Regions from separate parts of the Mus musculus genome. Here regions 1, 2, 4, 5, 6 and 7 are each linked to region 3. The links are chromatin contacts, called in public Hi-C, HiChIP or PLAC-seq and promoter capture Hi-C maps. All regions are on one chromosome and are shown on one strand. The core of a region is the stretch at or near the end of the contact, and the rest is flanking DNA. Distances in the headings are between cores, read along the strand shown.

Region 1 (3,495 bases), core at 304-2,803, 1.7 Mb before region 3:
GGGCACTAATTGAAGTGAAAATGTGGCTAAAATACTTCATGTAACATAATAACTGTTGATTGCCAGATAGTTTTGGTAAACAGTTGGCAAATTGTAACTCACAACAGCTGTCACTATATATTTAGAGTAAATGTTAATTTAAGAATATTAACCTCGGGAGTGTTTCTGTAAACAAAGCTTCTCCTATTTTCAGAGGTTACAGAGCCTGGCTTGGGTATTTTTAGCCAAACCTAACGCAGCTTGGCGCTCCCTGTTTCCGAGTTCCTCCGCTTTACACTTGAAAGGCTTCAGTCCTAAATGCCTTTGCAGAGATTCCCTTGGGAATGCGAATGGCAAGGACACATGTGCGATAGATTCACATCTCCCGGAGGCCGGAGAATAAAGTAGTAATATTGCTAGGATTGCTAGAGAGGAGTTTTGCTCCGTAGGGTGGGGGGAGATAGGGGAAGAGAAAGGAAGGTGGGGTGGGAGTGAGGGGGTGTTAACAGAATCCCACCGTTTCTAAATAAAGTAAGAGGAGGTTTTCCAGCCCAGCTTCCAGCGTCTGAAACCCTGCTGGCAACAAACATTAGCGAGGCTCTGTTTTTGTCCTGTTGGAACTACTCACTTCCAAGTAAGATTTGCATGACAGATATCAAACTCTTGTGCAAACCGCGAAACAATTGCATCAAGAATCAAATTCAGTTTCACGTGCACGCAGCCTGGTGCTGGACTTGGCTTCAGGCATGCTTGCTGGGAGCTGATAGCCATTTTTCCCCCTTTGAACATGCGAGGAAAACGCAGTGAAAGTTCCAACCACACACGAACGCCTACCTGCTACTCGCCAGTGCTGTGCTCCAGACTCACGCTTTCCGCAGCTTGGTAGCACTTCCGCGCCAAACGCTTTTACCTTCCCAAAAATGTGTGTGGGCGCAAGCCCAGACAAACTTCAAATCCAGGAAAATGGATTACCCGCGCAGATCAAAGGCAGGCGAACTAGGAGATGGAGTGCCTGTAATCTGATCGCCGATCAGTTGCTGCGCATCAAAGGCAAGGCTGAGTTTACTCGCTACGCGCGCAGATCTAGAAAGTTCGCTACCGTCTGGTTCTTTTGTTAAACGTGGGCCACGTTGTTCTGCCCCAGCTCTGGAGAGCAGGCTTCCCCAGCCTGGGCTGAGCGGCTGGATCTGCAGCTCTCTCTCGCGGTGCCCCAGCTGGGCTGCCTAGTGCCAGCGCTGCTGCGCCGCATCCCTTTCATCTCGCTGAGTGGCAGCTCCCATGACATCATGCCGTGCCGTGGGGCTGGCCGGGAGAAGCCAGTCAGCCTGATTTCTAGTCGCGTTGGTCTGTGCCTCGCCCGCGACAGCCCTGCAGTGTGTCTCTTGGCTGGGAGGGACACACCAGGACTGCTCTGGGCCTCTGTGCTCCGGGCCTGTAAGGTCCTGGATCGTTGCAGGTTCCAGTAGACAGCATCAAGCCGCTGCCTGTGACAAAAAGCACGAAGTCCCTACCAGAGCAGGGTAGTCCGAAACGCAGCAGAGCGGCACAGCAGTGTTTAATTAGGCCGTTTCTCCGAACACCTGCCTTACACCGCCAGGGTCACAGGCAAACGTTTTAAAAAGCTTGATTCCCCACCCCCAACCCCACGCGCGCGGCTCCCCACCCCAACACACACATACTGCGACAAGTCTTTAAGAATTAGTAAAATGTCTTTTCCTGGTGAAAGTATTACAGGTGGCGCCAGTCAAGTATGGCTTTCATTGAGTGAAGGAGTGGATACTACAACTTACAGAGATACCGCCACTAGCTCACTGGACACCTGGGTCAGAAGCTTGTTAATCTAAATTTGGGGTCCTAATAAAACAACAACAACAAAGGATGCCTTCCTTCTGAGTTGCAATCATGGATACCTCTAGCGACTCCTAAAAGTCACAGAAAGGTGACTTAGAGGAAAGCATTTGCTTGCAATCACTCCACAGCTTCTGTCCCAGGCAAAGCACAAATCACAGTTTGGATCCAGCTGAGAAATCGCCACCTTATTTTCTGTACTGTAAAACGGAACTTAGTGTCCGTTGTTTAGAATACCCACGAGGCTGGTAAAGCACTGTGGTCGGAATGTGGCATGTTTTTGAACATGGAGCTGTTTATTCTGGGAGAGAGAAAAGATTTCCATTATATGATGGAACTGCATCTGTTTGCAGAAGGGCACTGAAAAATATCATCTGCAGCACCCTTAGAGGAACCCACTTCCTTCCTGTGACTTCCTTCTCTTATCAGTTGCATCTCATTTTTCCTGGTGTGATATTTAAAAATAGTTTATGCCCTGTCTATCTCCAGCTGTCTTTGATTCCTGTGTAAATCTTGATGGCAAAATACTTGGTTTGTGAGTTCATTGTAACACTTAAATAGATCTATTTGGTTTCCAGTATTTTTCCCCAGTGGGAGGTGGAGGCTGAACCCCAGGGCCTGTTCATGCCCTCCATCTCTGAAATGTCCCTGAGACACATGGGGCTTACTTTGTACTTGTTTGTTTTCTTTTTCCTTTTCGAGACAGGGTCTCCAGTGTCATGAGCTGGCCTCAAAAGTGCTGTTTATTCAAAGACAGCTTTGAACTCTTGATCCTCCTAAAGGCTGGAATTACAGACATCCACTGCTACATTCAGTTTATGTGATTATGGTTTCTGAACTTAGGGCTTCATGCATATTAAACAAGCACTCCACCAATTGAACAATGTACCCAGCCTCACATCCTTCAAATGAGCAGGCATGCTTTTGCATACTATCCCAAGACACCTGTACCTACAGAGCTCCTGAGCTCCAAGGACTCATGAAATCAGGGGCAAACTATTTCCAAGAAGGCTGACTTTTCTCTGAGGTAACCCAGATGTTCCATGGTCTAGGGTCCATGCCCAGAGCCTTCATCAAGTTTGCTGTTCCAGAGCCAATGGAAACTGCTAGGTGCTCTTATCTCTGGGTGAGCAAGTTGCTTACAGGTCTCTACAGTTTACCACCCATGGGAAATGGGCAAGGATTGAATTCAGATGCTTATGTTTCTAGAAGCTTCCAGAAGGCATCTGGAAGCTACAGCTTCAAGGAACACGCCAGTCAAACCAGCTCTACGTGAATCTCACAAAGCAACACTGGTTGCTCAAATGCCTTAGCCCTATGCACTTGAGTTGGTCTTTTCTGAGACAAGAACTATCCATGTGGGAAATGAATCAACCCTGATGTTAGAGCCCCAGCTGTCCCCAGATGCAGAGGGTGGCTAAAGGCTGGTCTCCAAGGAAGAGTGACGGCTTGTTTGCACTGTGCTCAACTGAACTTCCTGCAATGTGAGATGTGTGTGGCCCAGCCCTTGAGACTCTGAAGGCAGTTGAGGGCTTGAAGGGGAGGCTCATCCCCTTTACCTCCAGGAGGCACAGAAGAAGGTGGGCAAAATCATTCAGCCAGTCAAGAAACTTGCTGCCAAGTCAAATGACTTAAGTTTCATCCCTAGGACCCACATGTTATTCACTG
Region 2 (3,281 bases), core at 478-2,977, 1.2 Mb before region 3:
GGCCACCCTGGTCTACAGAGTGAGTTCCAGGACAGCCAGGGTTACACAGAGAAACCCTGTCTCAAAAAAACAAAAAACAAAACAAAACAAACAAACAAACAAAAAACCCTAACTGTTAGCAAACCATCAAAGACTAGGTAGATATTGTGTTATCAGCTGCAGTTAGGTGTGTCCTAACAAGAAGCAGCTTGGCTGTGCCTCAGAAAACCTTAGGTAAGAATGCTGAGGCAAATTGCTTGGGAGAAGTCTTGTGGTCTTTTCTCTGACCTGAGGCTATGTCGGTTGGGTGGCCCTGAGCCACTGTAAAGGTGAAGTGGTTTGGCTCCTACTGACTTGTCTTGGAGCCCTCCCCCCTCCCCCCATCTTGGTGGTGAAGTGGTTCAGCCTGCCAAGGGTGTGGGGGAGGAGCTAGAGGCTTCTTTTTATAGCCATTGGATGGAGGCCCCCACTCCTTTGTTTTTTGGCCTTTATGGAAGGAGCTTCAGTTAAGAGATAGAGATCATCCTTTGCGTTTGGGCTAACAGTGGAGTACAGGCAGGACTCGGGCAAAACGGAAATCTAGGTAAGAGCGCTAAGGGGCCCTGCTGGGTTTGGAGGAACTCAAGAGAAAGGTGGATTAGCTCCGTAGAATGACACAAGTTTCTAAAGAGCTGGAAGTTTAGTTGTAGGATCAGGCTTATAAATAATATATATTTTGTATATAGTTTAGAAAATGAAGCTACCTCCCCGATCTAGCAGGTTTTTACCCCAGTTTACGCTTCACGTGTCAAGTGGTATACATAAACGGTTACACGTGCCGTTGGAATTTGAGGAAACCCTCCACAGCTTCGTCTTGGTTTTCCACCTTGTAGAAAACCTGTTCATTTAGAGGATAAGGCTCTTGGTTCCACTGTAACGTTCTCGTGAGGACTAAGTTAGAAATGACAGGGATTGGTCTTAGGAATGGTGTAGCCGGGACCACAGGCAATGGGCGGAAGGGGGCAAGAGGGGCTTTTCCATGACTTGGAACCGCGCTTTCCCCAAATTTGCTCTCCTAAAGGCCCAGGCCTTCCCAAGCGGGAGTAGACGTGCTCCTCCAGCACACATCACCCTGCATTTACCGGCTTTCAAGTTTGGATAGGAACCATCTTTTTCATCCTCTGTAACCACGGTCTCCGCATAGGAGGTGGAAATCAGGGCGAGATATTTTATTTTATTTTATCTTATTTTATTTTGGTTTTTCTTTATTTTTTATTTTATTTTTATTGATTGATTGATTGATTGAGATATTTTAAAACCAGTTAAAAGTTCCTGCCTCTGAGGGGAACCGTAGTAGTGCCTTTCTTTTCTTTTCTTTTCTTTTCTTTTCTTTTCTTTTTTTTTTTTCGAGACAGGGTTTCTCTGTATAGCCCTGGCTGTCCTGGAACTCACTTTGTAGACCAGGCTGGCCTCGAACTCAGAAATCCGCCTGCCTCTGACTCCCGAGTGCTGGGAAGTAGTGCCTTTCTATAAAGTTGGGTCAATGGTTTTCTACCCAGAGATCGCCGAGCCCGCTGGGTCCTGAAAAGTAGGCAAAGTGGTGTGAAGGGTTGGGCTGTGTTTTTGTTTTTGTTGTTCTTGAAAAATGCAAGTAACAACAACAACAAAAATACAGCAATCCAAACTCGGCGCGTGGGCGTCACCAGAGCACTTATCCAGAGGCTGGGCGACCTAGGTGGTGCGCAGGCGCGGGACAGCGGGAAGCAGAGGGCGTGGTCGCCGTGTCCATTTTGCACCGGCGCAGCCCGGCCCCAGTTGGCTGGTGGAGGTGAGCAGTGTGCTCCGAGTAGGGACCGGGGGCCGGGAGTCGCTGGCCCCGCTGCCGCGGCCGGGGGACACCTGCGTGGGCGGTGACGGGCGGCACGGCCTGGCGGCAGCGGTGCTACTGTCGCGGTCGGGAAGGTCAGCGCGCCGCTGGGGAGGCCCCCTGGCTAGGAGGGGGCCAAGAATGCAGATCTGTGCCTGTGACACTCTTTCTCCTTTCTCTACAGTGTTCTCCAGTTTTACCGTCAAAACGTGAGGGAAAACGAACTGGCTCTCTCCACAGAAAATATAGTAAGCTTGCCAAAAGCATATACTTGCCTGGAACAAAGGTAAACCGTATTATTTTTCTTTATGTTCTGGTATTTATGAAGGGGAAAAATACCCGATTTTATTAGTCCTAGGACCATTCCAGATGGAAATAAAAAGAATAAGTATATCTTCACCACCTCCTTTAATAATAGGGCCTTTGTTCTTTTCATATTTCAAAACTCATGGATTCAAAAATCCATGCTTGCCATTCATTTTTTTGGTAATTACTATATATAATTTAAAAAAAGTATGCTCTAAAGGAAACAAATCCAGCAACATTTCTTCTGTGTGGTTTGTCTTAGTTGTCCAGCTACTGGGGCTGTAGAGCAGGGCTTTAGATTCCTGCAGCTTTCTAGACATTTGTATGAGGAGTGCTTTTAAAACAGAATGTCAATATATAGGCATTCTTTGTGCTAGGACTCAATGGGGCTATTAATCAATTATGCCCCCCCCCCCTTTTTTTTTGCTTTAAATTACACCTTGGAGTATGCTATCACAGTCTACCCGGGAACTACACCTCTGCCCTATTTAATGCTAAGCATCAGTTTCACACAGCCTAATATCACCTGAAAACAATCTGAACTGAGTAATTGTTTTTCAGATTGGTCTGTGGATATGTCTTCATTTACACTGGGCACACTGTGGGCAGCTCTATCTTTAGGCTGATGAACCAGCTAAGCAGGAGCCCATTATGGACAGGCAGCCATCCACATTCTTGATGGTGTCTGCTGGTTGGGAGTGGGTTCCATGGTGGAAGGCATTGTTGTGGGGAATAGAGAGCAGTTTGTTTTGCCTTGAGTTCCTGCTCTGACTTACCTCAGTGATGGACTGATTGTAACCTGCAAGTGTCAGTTGATTTTGGTCAGTGTTTTGCACTGAAAGTAACAGGTCCAGGCCCAGAAGACCCATGTCTTCAGCCTTCCTTCCCAACTGTTCTTTCCATCCATGTATTTTCTGGTAGGTCTGGAAGTTGCTCACTCTGGGCAAGCGCTTTCAGTGAGCTGCAACCTCAGCCCTGCTCTGTGAAAGGGTCTCTGACCCACCGCAGTTCATGCTTCTGTGTTTCTGGTACCCTAGTTGTATTTATTTTCAAGTAATATGAAGATAGTATTGTAAAGATCCTCATTTTGTAAAAGATAAAACATATTTGTGAAAACTATAAGAGATTTTTAGAAATCTATGGAGTAAAC
Region 3 (3,267 bases), core at 252-2,751:
TTCACTGGGAAATTTGCTAACATAACATCCTCCAAATTGTGTGCAAGGGACGGGTGTTGCGACGGTGCTAGTGGGAGGCAGATGGCAGCAGGACTTCTTAAGTTGACCACAGCTGTCCCACCGATCGGTGGCCTTCCTAGTTCCACTCTGTGATGACCAAGTCTCGAAGCCCCCCTCCAGGCTTCCCTGCCAGCTTTGGCTGATTCCCTTTTAATGCAAACCCGGGCTAGGCAAGGCTGGGCCCCGCTGTCACTCGGGCTAACTTGAATAAATATCCCCCACAGTTCATTGCTGCCGCTCACGCCGCGGAGGGGAAATGTCGGCCATGTTGATCGTAGCGCCTCCGCCGCCAGGCCGAGCAGGACCCGGAGGGGACGGCGGTGGGCCAGAAACTGCCACCTCGCTGACGCTCCCGGGCTGGGGAGGGGTGGGAGGCCGCGGGGAAGGGACCTGGAGGCGGGAGCGGCCGTGGGGGAGGGGAGCATAATGAAGAGGGGGCGGGGAGGGCGAGCTAGGCAGGATCAGGGAAGGGAGGGGGAGGGCGAGGGCTGTTACCTTGATAGCATAGGGCGGCTCTTCGAAAGTGACCAGCATATACCTGTCTCCTCTGCTGGCAGGGTCCCGGGCACGGAGCTGCGGGCCAGGGTGGGGACGGGCGGGAGAGAGGGAAACACAGAGGCGAGGTTACCAGTCGCAGAAGGGTCGCTGGCCGCCCCCACAGTACCGCACACGCAGGGCCGTCCCTCCGCCGCCCCCCGCACCCACAGCAGCCCCACATGGGCCAGGCCCAGCAGAGCCCGCTCCCAGCGCCCGCCCGCCCGCGCGGTGGGGGAGGGGTCCCCGCGCCCGCGGAGCCCGCAGTAAACCCGCTGCCCCCCGCCCTGCCCCCCGCGGGCCACCGGGTCCGGGTCACCACCGGGGCTGGGTTAGTCGGTACCTTCATGAAGGTCTCTACCGCGCCTTTGGCCGTGTCCAGGTAGGTGGTGCCCAGATGGCTGCGCTGGTTCATAGAGGCAGACGTGTCTATCAGGAACAGTAAGATGGGCATAGTGCTGGCCGGGGACACCGGGGCCCGAGGTGGTGAAGAGATGGCAGAGGTGGAAGCACCGGCGGCGGCGGCGGCAACCGCCGATACGCGGGGCGGGGAACGCGGCCCCCGGGAGGAAAACACCAGCTATGGGGAGTTTCTCCCCCGATAGTTGAGAGGAAACTCCCCAGCCCAGGTCCTCCCGGCCGTACCCCCGCCTCCGGCCTGCCTGCCCGCTGGGGCGGCCGCGCGGCCGTCTGTCCGTCCGTCCCCCCCGGCCTGGGGGTCCCGTCCCCACTCCCGGACCCTGTGTGTGTCCCCGCGGGAGACGGGCCCAGTTCCCCACCCCACCCCCAGTGCAGGGAGTGGGGACCAGGGATCTGGCGAAGAGGGGAGTGGGCTGAGGGGAGATTGGCCCTGGGGCTGTTGAGAGAAGTTTGAGAGACTCCCTCCGCACCCCAGCGGTGTCACCACTTTCTCAGCCCCTCTCGCTACTGAAGCGCTTTTCTCTCTCACACTCCGGTTTTAACTCGGGCAGGGGCTACGTAGGCTCCGCCCCTGACACGTACTCGGGTCATGTGATCCACAGGCCCACTGCCCTATTGGCTGGTCCTTACAGCCTCATTAGCATATTCAAACAGCTCAGGGGCGGGGGAAGCCTGCAGGCCGACCGAGAGGACAGTTATTGAGCACGCGCGGAGGCGGGGCAGCGGGTGCACGCTAGAGCCAGCGCGCAAGGGGCGGCGGGCGGCCCGAAGCCCGCAGCCGGGAGGCGGGCTTCGGGAAGGGGCGGGGACAGGCCGCGGAAGCACCGCGGGTTGGGGCGGGGACTGCGTCGGCGCGCGGAGGGCGGGCAGCGGCCCTAGGCGTGTGTGTCAAGGCGGCCGGCCTTTTGGCTGTGCGCGGTGACAGGGTCGGGAGAAGGGAAGTGGAAGCCGCCCCCAACCTGTGGGTGAGGGCCCTGCGTCGCGATTTGAGAACGCAGGGCCAAGAAGGGTGAACGGACGAAGAATACGGGAGCGCGCAGGCCCACGCGGCTGCAGCAGGCCGGGCCTTGGGGCGGCCCGGAGGGGGCGGGGGAGGGGAAGTGAGAGGTTGTTTATGACCTGGTATTAATCCCCGCCGGTCTTTCGGCTCCGGCTCTAGCCGGTCAGAGGATCCACCGAAAAGGAAGCCAGCCCTGGAGTGCCTCACCCAACCCTGCAAACCCGAAGCGGAACTCAGATGTGGACTAGTAAAGCAACTGTCCTCTCCAACCTAGTTCTCTCTTCAAATCGTGTTAAGGCACTAGACTAGATTAAGAAATGAAAGGGGGGCCTTCCAAATCCTAATCCACTGCCCTCGTTTTAAAAGTGAAAAGGGATGACCACGTTGCGCAGGTGACCCAGAGAATAGATAGGTTCCTGGGAAACCCGCCTCTCAAGTCTTTGCCAGTGTTGTGTCGGAAAACATTCTCAACCCCTGTCATATTAAGTCTTCAGTCTGCACCTGCAAGTCCGGAGAATTGTTCTCAAATGTAGTTGGGAAACTGCAAGACCCGCTGCCTGAAATATGAGTTGAATTCGGAACATTGAGGCCTTTTAAGAGTCGGTATTTGTAGGGCTTCTCCCACTGGCCCTGCATTTCCGGATTTTCTCTGCTGAAATTCTGGCCTGCTGGGCATCTGTAGTGACATGCTTGTGGCGCTTTTTTAAAATCAGGCTTTGTTGTTTGGGCTTTTCCTAATATTTCAAAAACAAAAGCCTCAGAACGTTGTTTAACTTATTATCAGTAAATAGTAGCATACTGTTCTATGGGAATAAACCATAGTACAGGCATGAGTTTATTAGAGAGTAAGACTATTAACTGATTAAATAACAACCAGGATGTGCTGCAGGCTAGTTATGCCTGGGGCTGGTAGAAATTAATATATGAATTGTGGTCCCTGTCTTCAAAGAGTTTGCAGTATTCGAAGAAAATATAAAAACGTTGAAAATCAGAAAATGATTATTGTAATTCGGGAAGAAAAAAACAATCCCTTAAATGGAGGGTGATAGGAATAGTTTCCAAGGTTTGTGTTTGTTGCTTAAGACTTCAGATCTCAAGAAGATCCTAATAAGAGATCAGTGACAATACAGAGTTGTTTTTGCAGCTCTGACATTTTTCTTTCCGTGTTAGTGCATAATTTTCAGAGAATTCGTCTCCCTTCTGGCCATGGCCTCTCAAATGTGTGTGAGTCCTGCCTGTCTGAAAACAGGCCA
Region 4 (3,192 bases), core at 67-2,566, 1.7 Mb after region 3:
GAAAGATACCTAGAGGCCTATAATTTGTCAGCTCCTGCCCTAAACCCCTCTCCTCAACCCTCTCTGCCTGAAGATAAATGGAGCCTGAAAAAAAAAAAAAAAAAAAACAGTTTACCTGGCCACCTTCTTCTGGTTTTGCTAACTTACCAAATAAGTCATTCTCTTTGTCCCCACTCTTTCTAAAATATTCAGGTCCCTTTCCAAGTGGAAAGCACATGAACTTGGATTCTGTACTGGGAACAGTGAGAACCTTTCAGGAACGAATACTCCCAAGAGTGGGGGGTTAGAAACATTACAATAGGGCTGACAAGGTAAAAGGTCAACAAGAACTACAATCCGATTTCAACTCCTAGGTCCTAAGTGGTGCAAGGAGAAAACTGAGTCACACAGGTAATCAGCTGATCTTCTCACGTGCGCCTGGGGCTTAAGGGAGCACACACAGACACCTCTTAGAGGCTTCATCCATAGCACGTGGAGTTTCTGCAAACGGGGGAGACAACCCAGCATGCCCTTGAAATAACTACAAACTGGGGAGGGTTCTTGCAACCAGCTCTGGCCGAAAATTACACTTCAAAACCTAAGTTCCCAGCGTTGTTAGGTCTGCCTCCAGCGCTTCCATGAACTGGCACCGCTAGACGCTCCTAGAGGCCTAGGTGAAAAGGAAGACTAAGGCTGGGCTCCCACCAGACTCCACTAGCCCCAAATACGGAGCTGCAGACCAGCAAACGGGCTGGGTCGATCCCAACGCTAAAGTCTTTCAGAGCGAGACTCAAACAAAGAGAAGCACGCAGGCAGGAGACTGCCCAGCTGAGCTCCCGCCCTTCCCGGGCTGGGGGGCGGGAGAACTGGGGGGAGGGGGGGATTCGCTGCTTCTTTGCGCACGCGTAGACTCCGACCTGGGACCCACCCGCGGTCCCGCACGTCTTCTTCCGGGAGGGCGCTGTGCGCAGGCTCCACGCGCATGCTCAGCAGCCGTGCCACCTTACCTGTTACAGGGATCGGCTCGGTGCGTCCCGGCAAGGCTTCCTCTGCGGAGATGACTTTCGAAGCTGAGTCGCCCATCCTCCGTACCGGGTTGGCGCTAGAGAGGAGCTGGAGAGCCCTTCTAGAGGCGGAGAGCATGGGCGGCGTGTCCGTCTCGCGGGGCAGACCTCCAGGCCTGGCTGTCTCTGAGGGACAAAGTTCCCAGAGTACGTGAAGCCGCGCGGGCCAAAATTGATGCTGGCTGGGCGCCACCGCGGGAGGTCAGAGTTGCTGCCGTTTCTCCACCTCCGCAGCCAGGGTTCCGGGTGCGATGTACTCACTCAACCACAAAGTAGAAAAGGGAAATCAATGTGTGTGCATAAAAAGGCAGCGAGCTAGAAGAAAGGCAGACCTATAAGAGGATGGCTAGATGGACAGCTAGGAAATTTGTCTATTTCTATCGGAACCATCTTGATAAGTCACATCGATCCAAAGTGAAACCAAAGCACAATTCTCAACACCACAAAGGATCAAGTACTCAACATGAAATATAAACATATAGTGTGTGTACGTGTATAAATGTATAAATACATTCTTCAGCGCATCTCACAGCCCATAAAGTAAACAATGTAGGCACAAATACATTGTTAAACGCTTTATGTGAATGAAGTTAATGGTGAAGTTGGACCAGACGGACTTCAGAAATTATGAGAGAATATTCCTAAACTGAATCTCTAGCCTTAATCTTTAGGTGGCTAGGACCAGATGAGTGATTTCAGAGGTCCTGTATGAGATTTTTGATTTACACACTGCCAAAATGGGCGGGTAGTCTCACATGAAGGAAGGAACTGAGGATTAGCGCCCACAGGGATTTGAAGCTTTGAAGCTAAGCTTCTCCGTGGGTTTAGTTACCACTTTGTGTTCATGTGGGACTGTAATATAAGGACTAGGATTAGTGTACTGCATAGAATGTTGCCAGACACACAACGTTAAACAGATTAAGGTGTTTGTCTTATAATGTAAAAGTCTCCTGGGCCAACTTGTTCTCAACAGTTTACTTGTGGCTTGCTTTTGCTGTGACATTATGCCAAGCAGGTTCTTTCTACGAGGCCTTGCCTGAAACCATCCCAAGATCCAAGATGTCCCGTCCAGGCTTGAAGAGGGCCTGGTCACTAAAAAAAAATGTGTTAAAAAAAATTGTACTTGTAATTTACTGCCCTTTGACACACAGTGACTTGCTTTTTCTGTTTTGTGGTTGACAGAACAAGGGTCATGCAAGAAAAACTTCGTAACTAAATACTGTGTAACGGAAGAATTTGTAATGTTAAGGGAAACTGCTTGTGTAATGTTAGGTATCCCAGAACCACAGTCCATAATATTTAGTATGTAAGATATATATATATATATATATATACACACACACACACACACACATTTCTACTTACCTACCAAGGGGAAATGAGTTTAAAAAAATAAAGTAAAAGCATTGTTTAGAGTTTTATTATTCAGAGTAGTGGGTCTCTTACTAAAGTTTCTTTCCTGCCTTGTGGTCCTAGAAATCCAACTCAAAACACCAAGCTTGGTGGCAGGCACTTTTACCTGCTGAGCCATCTCTCTGGCCCCACTTTAAACATTTTGAGGGTTCTGTGTACACTGTTTAAATGTTTTCAATGATCCTAATGGTTGTACTATACTCATGCAAGCATTTTGAAAGAAAGAAGCATCTCAATTTCTTTAAAGTTTCCTTCATACAAGTTTAACCTTATTTAACAAACTAGCTGTGTTGGCTGAGTTGTTTCCTGGCTTGTTTGTTGATTACAAAGTCTCTCTCTGTAGCCGTGGCATGGAATTCAAAGACCCACCTGCCTCTGCCTCCTAAATCCTGGGATTAAAGCTGTGGCTACCATATCAAACCTCTGAGATTTGTTTTTTGAGGAGAGAAAATAATTATGCTATTTTCAGGACTAAGCATTGCTTTTCCTTTAGACTCCAACAACTTCCTTCTGAGCCAGCCTCCATATTTACTGTCACGTGCTGTAATTACATCCTAATTACACTCAGGCTTCTGGCAAGTTCTAACAATTTATATCCTTCAAGATACGGTGTTCACATTCTCTTGGGCAACAACAAAGAATCTCAGAACACAGCAGGTTCAAGAAAGTAGATTATTTCTCCTAAGGATGTCACTCTAGAAGAAAACGGTCTTCCACTAAGCAGGACCCTGGCTCT
Region 5 (3,127 bases), core at 66-2,565, 1.2 Mb before region 3:
TGATGGATAGGGGCTTAAAGGTATTTAGTACTGAAATTCTGTACTAGAGACTGTAAATTTGTGGTGGCACTGTACACCATAGTAAACGACGACTGCGTATAGTACTGCAATAGAAAATATAATGGGCAATGTTTCCAGACTTGTAGATTATCTGGGCAGAAAAGAGTTTTGTTGTAGATATTAAGAATGCTTGTGTTACTTAAATACAGTCTTTTAGACAATGAGGTATTTGGGGAAATCAAAAAATGCATTAGTTTATTGTAATAATACACAAAAAGACAGCACTCTAACTGAAATAATTATTCTGGGAAATCTGCCTGGATAATATTCCAGAAGCTTGGAAAGGGTCTAAGAACTGAAGTAATCCTATGTAGAAAAAGATGCTACAGGGGGGGGGGAATGTTGGATGAGAAATTATTATTAAATTAATTATAAAGCCATTGGGAACTGGAAAAAAATGGATGAGAAGGAGCACTGTTCTATTTTGCAATCGCTTGGCCCGATGGCGAGAGTCAGATAAAATTACAGCGTTCCCAACAGTGACTAAGGTGTCCAGCAATGGAGATTTTAGTGGAAGTGGCTTGTTACGACCTGAGGCTCTACTCCAGGCTTCTGCAACCGGCCCTGTTTGGGCTTCAGGAAGTGAGGGGAAAATTACTCCCCCAGAACAAGCTTCAGCCTATATTTGATAGTGCTGAAGACAGGACTCAGCAAACACTAGGTGACACTCGACACCCGGGCACTGATGGCGGGCGGGCGGGCGAGCGCCCCCGCTTCCTCACCTGGGAACACCTGACTCCTCTCTGAGAGATTCAGCCCTGGGAGGCTGGCACAGCCCATGCCCGATGACCGAGGCCAGAGAGGCCACAGGGGGCTGCGTGGTCACGTGGTCCCCGCCCCATTTCCCTCGGCCCTCGGTGGGCGGTTGGGTCCAGTCGGGAGGCCCTTACCCATGTGCTGCGTGTCCAACTGTACGGCCGGCATCTCCTTGAGAGGAATGTGGCCAGTCCCGCCGTCCCTGCAGCAGCGCAGGCAGCACCACGCCGACGCGGCCATGGCGTAGCTACACAGCCCCACCGCTCCGCCCGCGCCCGAGTGCTTCTGGGTCGCGGGAGCCTCGCAGCCCGCACAGCGACGCCAGGGCCGGGAGGCGAAGCGGAGACTGAGGCGAGGTCCCCCGGCGAAGGAGCGAGGACCGCCCGGAGGGGCGGGGCGGTGTCGGGAGGTGGGCGGGGCCAGCGGCCAGCCCAAGTCAAAGAGGGTGTGGCGGGTGGGCAGGGCGCTGTAGAGAGCCGAGCAGGGGCCCGGGCTTGACTGACTGAAAGAGGGCGGGGCCAGTGGCCTGACGCCTGGAAGAGGGCGGAGTTGGGGAAAAGGTCCGGGTTTCTGAAAGTGGGCGTGGCCAGTGGCCTGACTGACATGGGGTGGGCGTGGCGGCGTGCGCAGGCGTGCTGCGGCGTCCTCCCCTAGGCCCTGTGGCTGGCAGGTGAATGGTGGAGCTGAGAGTCGTCGGGATTCCCTGCGGCTGTGGTTGTTGCTGGTTTGACAGGGCCTTCTGTGCTGTTTATAGGGTCTGGAACTCCAGCCCTGACCGCCTCAGCCTCCGTAGTAGCTCCGTGCTGTGTCGGCGCGCTACTGGTAGCTGCCTGGGGCGGCTCCGCAGTGATTTTTAGGGATCGGCAGACCTCCTTTGGGCATGGAGCTAATAAAACGCCCGGGAGTTTTCCGTCGGAACTCTCCGGCTCTCCGCATCCTGCCACGCAGACTCCGAGGACCCGGTCTTTGGGTGTGCGGCGAGGCTCTTCGCATTTTCCATGCACCGGCGTTTATCATTGGGTTGATTGCTGCGTGGACCCAGGACTTGCAAGCAGTCACCCTTATGAGGGGACTACGGGAAGGGGTCGGGACAGGGCCGAAAGACGACTTTTTAAAAAGTCATTATTGTATATTCGTGCTCAGGACGTGCGTTCAGGCGCTCTCGTGCCACGGCAAGGTCTGAAGACAACTCTCAGAAATAGGTTTTCTTCCCCCTACCTTGGAGATCCGGGAATCGAACTCAGGTCTTCAGGCTTGCTTTCCGATCAGACAGTCTTACTCAGCTTTCTGGTGCACCAATGGTTCCTAGAAATGTGAAGGGAATGCCCTGAGAGAGGGTGAAGAGAAACTCAGCTCTTACGGGGGTCTGCTGCTTCCTATTACCATATCGAAGGAAGGCCCCAGTGGGGGTCACTTGTTATCTGTCTGTCGTTATCCCTCACACCCCATGGTGTCCCAACAGAATCTGGCTCAAACCTCTCTTCCAAGATAAGATTCCCACCCTGGAAGTTTTCTGGGTCTTCATCAAATCCTGGAAAACTGAACAAAAATTCCCAATTCTTTAGTAATGGTTTCCCATACATAACCTTTTAGTCACCTGAGTGTAAATATACTTTATTGAGATTTTTAGCCATAGGATGAGGGAAAAATTTCAGACTTTGGTTTCTTCTATTTATAAAAATATTTTTAGGGCTGGAGAGATGGCTCAGCAGTTAAGAGCACTGGCTATTCTTCCAGAGGTCCTGGGTTCAATGCCCAGCAACCACATGGCAGCTCACAACAACTGTCTGCAACTCCAGTTCCAGGGGATCTGACATCCTCAAACACCAATGCACATAAAATATAAACAAATACATAAATAAATATTATGATACTAAGGGAGATATCCAAGGCTTTTTTTTACTTTGAGACTTAGTTATTACAGAATTAATACCCAAAGTAATTGCTAAAATAATTTCAGACTATCCCCTCTCCCTCACTGCCTCTATATCTATTGAAGTACTCTTGATAATCCTCTCTTTCTCTCTCTCTCACTCTCTCTCTCTCTCACACACACACACACCACACGATAGACTTTTTGCAACATTTCAAGCTCAATACTGTCCCTACTTTATAGATGAAGAAATAGGTTAAATGACTGTGCAATTTCACAAAGGTAGAAAATATACAAAGTATGATACAAACCCCAGGGGTCCAACTCCAGCCCTTTATTTGCTTCACCACATCTTTTAGCATCTCAGATTTTAAAGTTTAAACTTAAAATTAAGGTTACAACCCTCTAAAAATATTCGGTTAAAAAATGCAAATTTGT
Region 6 (3,376 bases), core at 778-3,277, 1.1 Mb before region 3:
AATTAATTTACAGTCCTATACATTTATAAAAATGTTTTCATTTGAATATTTCTAAATGCATGTTTGTCTTAAATTGAAATAATGCCTCAAAATTTCAATTATTTGTAAGATATAAAAATTTAAAAGTTCCTTTCAAAATCATCTACTCTGAAAACCACACCCTATTATCAAGATGGAATTAAAAGGAATGACAAGCAGGGTAATAAATATTGACGCCTGTCTCAAGTAACACTAAACAAAAACTTTGAAACCAGTCAAAGAAACCAACACATATGCACTGCTCGATACAACACATTCTCTCATAATGAATTTGTAAAAGGAATGCATTAATATATATGCTCACCTGTGCATATTTACTTGTTATATTCTCAACTAAGAAACATAAATGACTCGTAAACTAAACTTTTAAATCCACTGCAATGGCCCAGTTAGAAAACATTTAAAAACAGATTTGCAAAGTTCTAAGAGTACATTCAATTTTTACAAAAAAAAAAATGTAGAACAGATTAAGTTTAAAGTTCACTTTCATCAAAATGAAAGAAACAATTTTCCCTTAATATGTATCCAATAAATACATGAAGACTGAGACGGAAAAATTTTATCAAAGGAAAAACCAAACACCTTAGATCCTTCGGAGAAGTTTTCAACTAATGAAGAACAGAAATGTCTTATAACTCCAACAGCAGAAATACAGTTTTCTGAAAACAGCCTCTTTAGTTTTACATTTAAATATATATATTTCAGAACCATCTGAAAGGCTTTTACGGAAGAAACAACTCTATTATGTACTAACTTAAAAAAAAAACTCCGATTTTACATTTTGTATTTATTTGAATAGTTCTCTGTCTAAACACAGTTTTTCGTAGGTCAAGAATTATCAGCTCTGGGATCAACATTCAAACCCCCCAGTCCCGCTTCCTTCCAGCCAATCAGTGGGTAAGAAGCCCGGCGTTTGGGAGCTCCGTTAGACTCAATTTGAAAAACATCACATTGCGCTCCTACTCTTCTGGAAGGGATCTAAATGAGGGCGGGTCCCCCAGTTTTCACAGACACACACCAAATCCAGGGTTCTGATAAAATTCCAGAGGGAGAAAGCTCTGTAGGGGGCCTGCTCTGACTAGCAAGTCACCGAGGGTCTCCTGAAGCCTGAGTCCTCGGCGAATAACCGAGAAGCTGCAGCAAAAGCATCCGCAGAGGATCACTAAGGCAGGTCCGTGCGACCCTCCCGCAGAACGTCCCATGAGCTAAGGGTTAATCTAGGGGTGCTGAGGGAGGAAAGCGACACAAGAGTTTAACGTGGACTCTTCACAAAGACTAGTACCTAGCGAGCATTACCTAAAGTCAAAGCTGTCACTGGCTCATTCAAGAGCTGTCGACTCTGGGTTGACAAAAAGCCAACAGCCAACGAAGAAAAAAAAGAAAGAAAGAAAGAAAGAAAGAAACCCCCCCCCCAAAGGAAAGACAACTCCGCTTTCTTCCGCCTCAGCGTCAGGAGTACCCAAGGAAAGTTGAGGACTGCAAAATGACCGTTAAATCGTAGGTGCAAAGGCTTGTCGGCAGGAGACACCAAGTTTCACGCTACTTTTCCTTGAGACGCTGCGATTCAAGGACCGGAGAAGGAAAAAGTCTTCTAAGAGCCCGACGCCAGGAAATCGCAAGCTCGCAGCCCCGTCCTTCCCTTCACCCCGACACCCCTCCCCCTCGAGCGAGAGAGGGGACCGCCGGGAGAGCAACGACAAAATGACCCAGCTGGATGCGGCCATCCATCCATCCGCCGCGCCCGGGGTCGGGATCCGGCCCGGGACCGGCCCGGCCGGCGTCGTTTCTTCCCCGCACTCCGCAGCGCACCTCGGGGGCCGCGGGCAGCCGTCTCTCCCGCGACCCAAGTTTCCCGGCAGGAGACGGCCTGCGCCCGGACCGCCGTGCACACCGGGGAGGGCGGGCGGGCGCCTGTCGCGGGCGACCCTGCCGCGCCGGCCTAGCTCCCCGGCCGCTCGCGCTGACAGGTCGGGCGGCGGCCGCTCGGCCGTGTCCCGCTCAAACCGCGCCTCCCCTCCCCCAGCTCCGCGCTCCCGCCACCCGAGCGCGGCCGGACGCCGCCCATCCGAGGACACCCAACTTACAGCAACCGGATCCCCTGGGGGAGCTTCTGCCGCGAAAGTGAGGGCAGACCCCGAGTCCGGTCCCTGCTCCCCTCACGGTCCTCCGGTCCCATCGCTGCCACCTCTCGAGACCCGCTTCGCTACTTGAGGCTCTTACCGACTGCGCCGCATCTGGCGAAGCCCCACCGACTGCCCTCTGCTCTAAGTTAATTTTTTTGATGATTTTTGGGGGATTTTCCGGCGTGATCCTAGCGTCGCGCTAGGCTCGGACAGGTTATCCCTTCCCTCCCGCTAGATTGATGAGATCAGGCATCACTCGAAAATGGCGCCGAAAGCGCTGAGACTCCTCATTCAAATTCGTTAGAGCCAACCCCGCCGCCCCGGGGCATGCCGGGAACGCGGGCCGGCTCCACAGCTGTCCCTGCCTCCCCCCACCCACCCCCGCGCGACCCTGCTGCGCATGCGGAAACTTCTACCTCCCTCTCCCCCGGCACATGCGCAGGATCGTCGTGGCGCAAGGCTCTCTACTTCCTCGGTTCCAGTCCCCGCTGTGTCTTGCGCTCCTGTGTGTGCCTGCGTGGCCCCTGTGCGGCAGTGGAGGTGGTCAGCTTTCGGACACTACTCCGGTGACACACTAGTGATGAAACAAATCAGGGACTATCTTAAGAGTTTCGTAAAAACAAGACAAAAACCGCTTTTAACTAAACTCCAAGCCACCGAGTGCGCCTTCGAGCCCTGGGTGGCCGCTCAGGAACTTAAAACCGCGTATCGCTGTCGTGCTCTCGCCCTCCGCCAGCGCCTCCCAGATCTGTCACACCTAAGCCTAGAACCATCTCACGAGGTAGGAATTTTACGGTTCAATCACACGACCAGCGGGCGGCTGTCACACCCCGACGTTTCCCTCCACCCCAGACCTCGAGGTGTGCGACCAGCCCACCATGCACAAGCCTTTGGATTCTGAACTGGAGACGGAGCTTTCGGTTCTGGATTGGAGCCGAAGATGTACAATCTTTTGGACGTCACTAGGGTACTTTTCCAAAAGAAAAAAAAAATAGTGCTAGAGTAAATTATGGACTCACCAGATAGGTTTCCCGTTGTATGAAGCCCCGAAAAAGTTGTAAGAGCCACTGGGTACTGATAATGTGGTACGCATTGTTATCAAACGCTTTGTGGATCAGGTGTCTCACTGCCCACAACACCTCTATGAAGTAGGTATTATTTTTGTTTTATGGCTATTGAAACCTGATGTTCCGATTATAAATTCTGCCGTCTTG
Region 7 (3,145 bases), core at 183-2,682, 1.5 Mb before region 3:
TGCTTCCCCATAGCTGAGTAGATGGAGCCTCCTCCCCTCATCCTTCCCAACCTACATCCTCTAGCTCATCCCAAAAGACCCCACCGCCACATGCAGTTAGGGAAGAATTGCAAACAGCTGGTTGGGGATGTGTGTGGCTGGACCTTCCCTGCCCTCTCCTCCTATGAAGAATGGTAAACAGCCAATAGGCCCAACTGCATAAGCTTTTGACCCAGGCTCAACATAATCCCTGTTCTACACGTATACATATATATGTGTTTGTGTATATACATATACATGCACATATGCACGCACACCCCTTTGGAGGGTTTTTTTTTTTTAATTTAGAATTATACTCTACAATTTAACACACACGTGGTTCTGTCTAACCAGAGGGACTCTCTGAAGTCTAATGCCATTTACTTGGGAATAGCCGTACACTGCAATGTGGATACATGCAGCAGAGGAAACTGTGTTTATTCAAGGTGGATTGAGGCAGGTGAAAGGTTTTGAAGGAAGAAATGAGGAGCCATGAGCTGCAGAGATGGCTCTGAGAACCAAGTGCCTGTCGTACAACAGAAGGAGCATAGCACCTTGTGGAAGCTGGGCAGTGTCATCACCTGTAACCCAGCACTGGGCGGCCAGAGGACCCCAGTCTAGACAAATGAATGAGCACCACAGAGGTGTCTTAGGAGAAGAGCCTCTCCCTATGCGGAGGAAAAGGCTGAGGTCCAGGTACACAGACATGCACAGGGCCGTGAGGACACCGAGAGACCCAGTCTCAGAAAATACAGTGGAGAGTAACTGAAGACCATGCCAGAAATTGACCTATGGCCTCCATATGCATGCACATGTACATACATGTGAATATACACCCACACAAACATGTTCATGCACCACATGTACACATACACATGAACACACACAATAGGAGCATAACTATATGAAACCATCTTAGGCTGCAAAGGAAAATAACAAGGGTCGTACTATTCCAAAATTAAACAGTTGTTGGACAGACATCTCTGTAGAACCAGTGTGTGAGAGCGTGTGTGTGTGTGTGTGTGTGTGTGTCTGTGTAAGGTTGTGGTTCTAGCAGAGTCTTTTATGAATGCTTATCAGTCATGCACGCACAAGATCTGCTCCTTTATGTACTTATTAATTATTGATTAATTCATTTTTTCCTCCTCCTTTTTTGTTTGGGCTTGACAAGTCACTCCATTTTGATTCTGACAAGCTTCACAGTTTTGCAAATCAAAGAGTCTCCCAGCACCAGAAAACCACTGCTGCCCGTGCTGGGTGGCCTGCGCTTCAGGATTCCCAGGGAGATCACAGGAGTCAAGGAAAACAAGGAAGGGTGACACAACTCTGAACTTGTGAAGTCCCTCAGACTGGGGAAACTGGTGCTGGGCGGGGCTCCACTAACAACGGAGAGCTGAGATGTCTTGAGACACACCCCCAATATGGGAGGATGTCTGCCCTAACCACTCGAGAGAGGAAGCAAAAACAGGACAGATTGCAACAGCCACTACACTTCCTTCATATCCTGCTCTTGGGACATGGCGACCAGCAGAAAGAAGCTTGATTGTGGAGAGGTGCCCTAGCGGAGGGATGTCTGCCACAGTCCAGGCAACCACAGAGGTAACTCTAACTCTTGCTCTTTTTCTCAGGGCAGAAGTGAATGAGGTTCCTTCCTTTCCTTCAGTGATATCTGATGCACATACTCCTAAGAGTGCTATGGTCCACCTTCTGCCTCTCTAACTTTCTCCTAAGTTGTAGATAGTTCTTAGGCCTTCATGGTTAGAATTCTTTAAAACACACACACACACACACACACACACACACACACACACACAAACATGCACACGCACACAGTATTCTAGAGGCTTTTTATATGGTGTGGAAAAGTTCTTGGCTCTGACTCAAATTTGCCTGAATCAGCAGTGGTTGTCAGTAGGTACTGGAGAGACCAATGTGCAGGTCCTGGGAGGAGTTCTAAGAAGTTAGCATACCCTGACCTGGCTTCTCCACTCTCTGGAATGCAGTGTGCTGCCACTTCTGAGTTTAGGCCCCAGGAAGGAAACAGGAGGGTCAGAGACCACAGAGTGAGAAATGAAAATGCCTTTCTGCAGCCTCTCCTGAACACGGTTGGTCGGCTGCTGCTTCCTTCGCCTCTACTTTAACTACTTAGGAAGGACGCTGGAGTTCTGCATCTTCAGGTGGTTCTCCGCCAGCACCAGAGGCCAGTCAGCTGCTGTTGACTCACACTTCCTCACTTCCTGGGCTTTTCAGGGTCCAGCCTGGGTCTGAAACCCTTCCCTAAAATGACTTGTTTTGTTCTAGGGTAGGAGCTCAGTGCATGCATGCATGGATTTGCATTTCTTCAGAAAAGAGTAGCTGATGTGCGTCCTCAGCCTTTCTGCAGGAGGATTTACTAGGGGCCATCATGGGCTCTGTGAATTCCAGAGGTCACAAGGCAGAGGCCCAGGTGGTAATGATGGGCCTCGACTCTGCTGGCAAGACCACAATTCTGTACAAACTGAAAGGAAACCAGCTGGTGGACACCCTACCCACTGTTGGTTTTAATGTAGAGCCTCTTGAGGCTCCTGGACATGTGTCACTGACTCTCTGGGACATTGGGGGACAGACCCAGCTCAGAGCTACCTGGAAGGACTACCTGGAAGGCATCGACCTCCTTGTGTACGTGCTGGACAGCACAGATGAAGCCCGCTTGCCTGAGGCAGTGGCTGAGCTCAAGGAAGTCCTGGAAGACCCCAACATGGCCGGCGTCCCCTTCTTGGTACTGGCCAACAAGCAGGAGGCTCCTGGTGCTCTGCCGTTGCTTGAAATCAGAAACAGGCTGGGCCTGGAAGGGTTCCAAAAGCATTGCTGGGAGCTGCGGGCTTGCAGCGCTCTCACAGGACAGGGGCTGCAGGAAGCCCTGCAGAGCCTGCTGCATTTGCTGAAGTCCCGCTGAAATGCAGTAACCTCTGACTCCAGGCTGGAGCAGGACAGGGAGCAGGGTCAGGCGGACCCCGTGAGCGGGCAGAACAGCTTATCCTGGCTATGAACAGACGGGGCCAGTTGAACCTTGAGAAAAGGAAGCTCAGTTTACCACACGAGAAACCACAATTCTCTTGGACAGTATATTTTCTTCTCAGGACTTATT

The links. Promoter capture Hi-C pulls out the DNA fragments that hold promoters and counts their contacts. A called contact is a pair of places that touch in the nucleus more often than the background predicts. HiChIP or PLAC-seq counts read pairs in DNA pulled down with a chosen protein or histone mark.
Region 1: a contact with region 3 is called in a promoter capture Hi-C map of pre-B cells, with 2.7 times the contacts expected there. The contact joins the promoter of Tnfrsf19 here to the promoter of Ints6 in region 3.
Region 2: a contact with region 3 is called in an H3K27ac HiChIP or PLAC-seq map of microglia, with 7 times the contacts expected there. The contact joins the promoter of Trim13 here to the promoter of Ints6 in region 3. A contact is called at or near these places in 5 of 39 promoter capture datasets (cranial neural crest, embryonic stem cells, hippocampal neurons and 1 more), 5 of 115 datasets of contacts at active chromatin or transcription factors (astrocytes, embryonic forebrain, embryonic stem cells and 2 more) and 1 of 9 other capture datasets (adipose tissue).
Region 4: a contact with region 3 is called in a Hi-C map of uterus, with 11 times the contacts expected there. The contact joins the promoter of Msra here to the promoter of Ints6 in region 3. A contact is called at or near these places in 3 of 39 promoter capture datasets (the C10 cell line, liver and pre-B cells) and 1 of 484 Hi-C or Micro-C datasets (uterus).
Region 5: a contact with region 3 is called in a promoter capture Hi-C map of pre-B cells, with 4 times the contacts expected there. The contact joins the promoter of Spryd7 here to the promoter of Ints6 in region 3. A contact is called at or near these places in 6 of 39 promoter capture datasets (3T3-L1-derived adipocytes, cranial neural crest, embryonic stem cells and 2 more), 5 of 484 Hi-C or Micro-C datasets (B cells, CD4 T cells, embryonic stem cells and 2 more), 4 of 115 datasets of contacts at active chromatin or transcription factors (astrocytes, embryonic forebrain, large pre-B cells and 1 more) and 1 of 9 other capture datasets (liver).
Region 6: a contact with region 3 is called in an H3K27ac HiChIP or PLAC-seq map of thymic regulatory T cells, with 7 times the contacts expected there. The contact joins the enhancer-like site here to the promoter of Ints6 in region 3. A contact is called at or near these places in 4 of 39 promoter capture datasets (cranial neural crest, hippocampal neurons, liver and 1 more), 7 of 484 Hi-C or Micro-C datasets (CD4 T cells, CD8 T cells, embryonic stem cells and 2 more), 7 of 115 datasets of contacts at active chromatin or transcription factors (astrocytes, embryonic forebrain, embryonic stem cells and 3 more) and 1 of 9 other capture datasets (liver).
Region 7: an H3K27ac HiChIP or PLAC-seq map of embryonic stem cells shows a contact between it and region 3, with 5 times the contacts expected there. The contact joins the promoter of Arl11 here to the promoter of Ints6 in region 3. A contact is called at or near these places in 1 of 39 promoter capture datasets (hippocampal neurons) and 4 of 115 datasets of contacts at active chromatin or transcription factors (astrocytes, embryonic forebrain, embryonic stem cells and 1 more).

Annotation. Positions count from the first base shown.
Region 1 is chr14:61,045,302-61,048,796 of GRCm38.p6, forward strand. Tnfrsf19 (tumor necrosis factor receptor superfamily, member 19) reads right to left here and starts at 1,554. Exons shown (of 10, transcript NM_013869.5): 1 at 814-1,554. The region is part of intron 2 of Gm41167 (a long non-coding RNA gene); the gene reads left to right.
Region 2 is chr14:61,597,785-61,601,065 of GRCm38.p6, forward strand. It overlaps Trim13 (tripartite motif-containing 13), which reads left to right and starts at 1,728. Exons shown (of 3, transcript NM_023233.3): 1 at 1,728-1,786; 2 at 2,010-2,111.
Region 3 is chr14:62,759,611-62,762,877 of GRCm38.p6, forward strand. Ints6 (integrator complex subunit 6) reads right to left here and starts at 1,502. Exons shown (of 19, transcript NM_008715.2): 1 at 938-1,502; 2 at 556-633. The coding sequence starts at 1,048. It overlaps 4931440J10Rik (RIKEN cDNA 4931440J10 gene), which reads left to right and starts at 891. Exons shown (of 7, transcript NR_045503.1): 1 at 891-976.
Region 4 is chr14:64,439,724-64,442,915 of GRCm38.p6, forward strand. It overlaps Msra (methionine sulfoxide reductase A), which reads right to left and starts at 1,317. Exons shown (of 6, transcript NM_001253712.1): 1 at 987-1,317. The coding sequence starts at 1,122.
Region 5 is chr14:61,555,571-61,558,697 of GRCm38.p6, forward strand. It overlaps Spryd7 (SPRY domain containing 7), which reads right to left and starts at 1,316. Exons shown (of 5, transcript NM_025697.4): 1 at 951-1,316. The coding sequence starts at 1,056.
Region 6 is chr14:61,646,359-61,649,734 of GRCm38.p6, forward strand. The region is part of intron 1 of Dleu2 (deleted in lymphocytic leukemia, 2); the gene reads right to left. Among named protein-coding and RNA genes, the nearest start is that of Mir15a, 16 kb to the left of the region's middle. Within about 2 kb of position 2,028, at least 436 of the 459 cell types and tissues checked have an H3K27ac peak or open chromatin away from gene starts, as enhancers often do. A contact at or near this core is called in CD8 T cells, astrocytes, embryonic forebrain and 8 more, where this site is marked.
Region 7 is chr14:61,308,321-61,311,465 of GRCm38.p6, forward strand. It overlaps Arl11 (ADP-ribosylation factor-like 11), which reads left to right and starts at 1,433. Exons shown (of 2, transcript NM_177337.3): 1 at 1,433-1,617; 2 at 2,320-3,145. The coding sequence starts at 2,423. The coding sequence ends at 2,953.